2 separate regions of the Sus scrofa genome follow, and region 2 is linked to region 1. Evidence: chromatin contacts called from public Hi-C data. All regions are on one chromosome and are shown on one strand. Each heading gives the region's core, a stretch centred on a gene start, on an enhancer-like site or on the middle of the called end of the contact. The rest is flanking DNA. Distances are from core to core; before and after follow the strand shown.

What was found. Hi-C and Micro-C count contacts between places; a contact is called where the count stands out from the background.
Region 2: a Hi-C map of retroperitoneal adipose tissue shows a contact between it and region 1, with 2.1 times the contacts expected there. The contact joins the enhancer-like site here to the promoter of CHRNB3 in region 1. A contact is called at or near these places in 7 of 47 Hi-C or Micro-C datasets (alveolar macrophages, heart right ventricle, mesenteric adipose tissue and 4 more).

Annotation. Positions count from the first base shown.
Region 1 is chr17:11,686,351-11,688,948 of Sscrofa11.1, forward strand. CHRNB3 (neuronal acetylcholine receptor subunit beta-3) reads left to right here and starts at 1,296. Exons shown (of 6, transcript XM_003359872.5): 1 at 1,296-1,687. The coding sequence starts at 1,633.
Region 2 is chr17:12,115,902-12,118,499 of Sscrofa11.1, forward strand. No RefSeq gene overlaps it. Among named protein-coding and RNA genes, the nearest start is that of CSGALNACT1, 28 kb to the right of the region's middle. Within about 2 kb of position 1,315, at least 7 of the 83 cell types and tissues checked have an H3K27ac peak or open chromatin away from gene starts, as enhancers often do. A contact at or near this core is called in retroperitoneal adipose tissue and subcutaneous adipose tissue, where this site is marked.

The DNA.
Region 1 (2,598 bases), core at 46-2,545:
GATCCGAGCCGTGTCTGCAACCTACACCACAGCTCACAGCGTTGCCAGATCCTTAACCCACTGAGCGAGGCCAGGGACCGAACCTGCGTTCTCATGGATATTGGTCAGGTTGGGTACTGCTGAACCACAACAGGAACTCCCAGCCTTCCCAGTTCTTTTCTACCCTGGGCAAGGGGCTGGAGATCCTGTAATGACTGAGACGGAATGTCCTGCCAGTGCAGTGGAGTGGGAAGTGTCACTTTATCTGATTTATTGAAAATACAGGTGACACTTTCTGCGCCCTTGGTTAGCAGCAAATCTATTCCTGAGACAGTTGTAAATTCACAGTGGGCCAGGAACACACTCACATGGACGGGAAATCAATGTCTAATTGTTTCCTTCCTCTTCCATTGAAGCCGCAGTGTTCTGTAGTGTTTGCATGTGATAGGATCCAAAGACCCACTGCAGAGAGAAGAAGAGAGACAGCCCATCTCAGGAGCCTGTGATCTGGGGAGGGGGACAGCCGCCTGGTGGAGGAGGTCTGGGGAGCGGTGGAGAGGGGGCTGGAGGAGGAAATACGGTCCCGACTCTAGGCCTGACTGTTTTTGTTTTGTTTTTTACTAAAGTTAATTTTTCTTAAGTAAAGTATAGTTGATTTACAATGTTGTACCAATTTCTGCTGTACAGCATAGTGACCCAGTCATATTCATATATGTGTGCGTGTGGTGTGTGTGTGTGTGTGTGTGTGAGTGTGTACACATTCCCTTCCTTTCTTTCTTTCTTGTTAGGGCCGAATTTGTGGCATAAGGAAATTCCCAGGCTAGGGTCGAATCAGAGCTACAGCTGCCGGCCTACACCACAGCCACAGCAACGCAGATCCGAGCCATGTCTTTGACCTACACACAGTTCACGGCAATGCCAGGTCTTTAACCCACTGAGCGTGGCCAGGGATCAAACCCGAATTTTCACAGATACTAGTCAGATTCATTTTCGCTGTGCCACAAGGGGAACTCCTGTTTATCCCTTCTTAAGTAATAGTTTGCATCTACTAACCCCAAATTGCCAGTCCAGCCCACTTCCTCCTCACTCCCCCTTGGCAACCACAAATCTGTTCTCTATGTCCGTGACAGGTTCATTTGTGCCCAGGGCTTATTTTATAACTGAGAGTTTGTGCATTTTGATCCCTCATATTCATTATTCTTAAGCTCCAGGTGCAAACTGCAGGACAATGGAGGGACAAGAACGTCGGAGAAACTTTCCCAGGCTTCCACGATGCACGTTTTCACGTATGGGTTTCCCCTTCCGCTTGGATCTCCAACCATGAGAACTAGCACATTCAGAAGTCATCATCCTCTCTCCCCTGCCCTGCATCTCTTGGCCAGAGAGTGAATTAATAAGTCAGGAGTTAGGACCCAGAGATAGTTTTCAGACTTACACGATCTGACAGCTGGCTGGAAACCAACGAGGTGTACTTTCAGAGACATCACTCGTCACCCGATGTGGATGGTTTGAGCCCAGGACGCCCTCTCTGGGCGCCACTTTCTCTGGTCCCACTTTAGACTTTGAAGCCCTGCATTTTCTTTCTCCCACCCCCTTTTGGATAGAAATATCTTGCTGTTAAAGAGAAGGAATCACATCTCTCAAGCGGCCGTCATGATGCTGGCAGCCTTTGTCCTGGTGCTCAGCGCCCTGGGTGTCACCGGCTCAGGTAAGCTCAAGTTAAAGTAGATTAAAACTTGATCACTGTTGGTGCTGATAATGTTAGAATCACAAAGTGCAGGGTGTAGTATCTTTAGGATAACCTTTTAAGGTGTGGCTCCGGTGACCAATTCTGTGAAATCTGTTACATTGTAAAGAAATCTTAATTATGAATTTCATAACCTTTATGCTTTTGTCATTATTGTGTTATTCCTTTTGAATCCTTATGAGCTTGGTAGGAGGATATAAAAGTGAAGAAAATGTTAGTGAATGCACTAAATGGAACTCAGAGAATTGTTAAGATATTTGGCATAGGTACTGACTGCATCAACCTTTTAATAGCATATCTATTAATATTCACTAGAGCTGTGTGTAGATAATTATCCAACATATCATGTGGATATAGAAATACTTGCTTTATGTATGTAGGAATATTTAGTATGATTGTATATCACAATTGAACAAAAATGTATCTCAAATACCTATGAGCCTGTGTGAGTATTCTATGATGGTTATGGAGAGGAAAATAGAGGAATACTGAATAAAAAATGAGGGCAAATAAAAAGAGAGTGAAGAGGAAAGGGGGAAAGTAACTAAAAAGGTTAGGGAAGAAACGGTCATTGTCATCTGACAGTTTTCTGGGTTTTGGAATCGTTTTGCTTTTCCTGTAACTTAAGAACAGGAAACTGACACCAGAAACCATACAGAGCCAGGAGCCAGATGGTGAGAAACTGTGTTGTTCTGTTAGCACTTTGTATTTATCTGTCACTAGTGTTGTAGCCACATGTGATTACTGCAATTTTCAGATGGCGATGGGGAGGCACTGAGATAGATTTGCCCAAATCCTGAAATAAATCCTGGATTTAAAAATCATAGGGCTGTAAGGCACACACATCTGAACATGATTACAGTTCCAAAAAT
Region 2 (2,598 bases), core at 65-2,564, 430 kb after region 1:
AGGGATCACCTAAGGGTTCTGTTTTTTTTTTGTCTTTTTGTCTTTTGTTGTTGTTGTTGTTGTTGCTGTTTCTTGGGCCGCTCCTGCGGCATATGGAGATTCCCAGGCTAGGGGTTGAATTGGAGCTGTAGCCACCGGCCTACGCCAGAGCCACAGCAACTCGGGGTCCGAGCCGCGTCTGCAACCTACACCACAGCTCACGGCAACGCCGGATCATTAACCCACTGAGCAAGGGCAGGGATGGAACCCGCAACCTCATGGTTCCTAGTCGGATTCGTTAACCACTGCGCCACGACGGGAACTCCTGTTTTTTTTTTTTTAACTTAAAAAAAATTTTTTTTTGAAGCTAGCCCATCCAGATATCAGGGCAGCTTATTTGATCTGTTATTTGCTTGAGTCTGAGGATCTCTCTCTTCCAATTGCTGAGATTGCTGACATGTTCCCAGTTGGTTTATTGATTCACTAAAAGAGACATCATCCATCTATGCTAGGCAGTGTAGAGAGGGGAAAAAAAGTAAGAAAATAAGATCCTTGATCTTTTTTACGCTCTCAAAGTCTAGTAAAAAATTGTTAACATTTCCAATTGCATCAAGTTCAACTGACTCGAAAGGAGCCCCAAATCAAACCCAATGAAGAGCAATCTATCTCTGTTTAAATTTCCACTTCACAGATGCTGGTGGAGTCTGCATGGTTGACTGTGATTGATTTGTTTCAGGTGCTTCGTGATGTGTCTTGCTAGCAACGCAGCTCTGAACGCTGCCAACACAAGACATTTTGGTTAATGTGTAATGTTAGCGGCATTCAGTTGTCCAGAGGTTTGTTTCCTTGAGTTACTTCTGGTAGAATTAATTTCTTTTTCTTTAAAAAGAAATTTTTTTTTTTTTTGGTCTTTTTAGGGTCACACCAGCAGCCTCTGTAAGTTCCCAGGCTAGGGGTTGAATCAGAGCTGCAGCTTCCAGCCTGCACTACAGCCACAACATCAAACCTAAGCTGCGTCTGGGACCTACATCACAGCTAACGGCAATGCCGGTTCCTTAACCCGGGATCGAACCTGCCTCGTGGATGCTGGTCAGGTCCATCACTGCTGAGCCACAGCAGGAACTCCTATTTCTCATTTTACACATGGCTGTTGAAAACAGACTCCATTTAGCAGGATTTATCCCATGAGGTCATACTCTTTCCTCTTTGGAGCTTTCACCAGTGGGACTCTTATTCCTTTGCATTAGTGATTTTGGCCCCGGGAAGCTTTTTCCCACTCTGACTGGTTTCTGAGCAAGCTTGCCTGGGCCTCTTTAGATTCCAGCTGTCGAGATTTTTGGTCCATTGCAAAATCTTTCCTATTACTGTGAAAAGGGAACCAAAATATGTAACACTCTGGCTTTAGGCTTATATTTTTCTAGTGCTTTTGTTGGGATTCAATTTTATCCTTATGTCCCTGACGTTATTTTTAATGGGACATTTTTCAGGGAGATTAATTATACCCTTGGCGCATCTGCTTTCCCATTTGAAAATTCTCTTTCTGTGATGGGATTGGAAAATAATAGAAAACAGTTCATAGAGCTGCCCTAGTTACCAAGAAAACAAACTGAAGAAATAACTGGCTTTTCTCTCTTTTTTCTGAACTGCCCTCCAAATACAGTAATCTCCTTCCTAAAATCTATGTATCTGTTTGGGATTACTACTTGAGTGGTTACTGAATTAATTTTTTTTTCTTTTTAGGGCCGTTCCCACGGCAAACGGATGTTCCCAGGCTACGGGTCAAATTAGAGCTACAGCTATGGGCCTACACCACAGCCACAGTAACAAGGGATCCAAGCTATGTCTGCGATTTACACCACAGCTCAAGGCAACACCGGATTCTTGACTCACTGAGCAAGGCCAGGGATTGAACCTGCATCCTCATGGATGCTAGTCGGGTTTGTTTCTACTGTGCCACAGGGGGAAGTCCTGGATTAATTTTTTGACAGAGTACTATGCGTCCTGCTTATAGTCTGAGAACGAAACAGTTTTTGTTTTTTCTTCGTTTTATTTTTAAAATTACGCAGGTAATACATGTATACATATTCAGTTTTGAAATGTAAAATTTTACAGATGTCTACTGGGTACAAAGTGTAAGTCCCAGTTTCCAGGACACTTATCTTGACCGTTATCAACATAGCAAATGAATATGATTCAATATATTGGCTCTGAGTGAATCTGAGGACAGTAGCATGTTCGGATTAGTAAAAAACATGTTAAATGTGTTAAAAAATTAAAACTCTTTAAAATGTATGTAATCCATATGTGCTTCTTGTTTGAAATTCGGAAAAAAACAGATAATTCCACTACCCAGAAGTCACCACCAATAATATCTAGTTTTTAATGCTTTTCTTTTTTTACTTTTTCTTTCTTTCTTTCTTTCCTTCTTTCTTTCTTTCTTTCTTTCTTTCTTTCTTTCTTTCTTTCTTTCTTTCTTTCTTTCTTTCTTTCCTTCCTTCCTTCCTTCTTTCTTTCTTTCTTTCTTTCTTTCTTTCTTTCTGTCTTTTCTTCCTTCCTTCCTTCCTTTCTTTCTTTCTTTCTTTCTTTCTCTTTTTCTTTCTTTTCTTCCTTCCTTCCCTC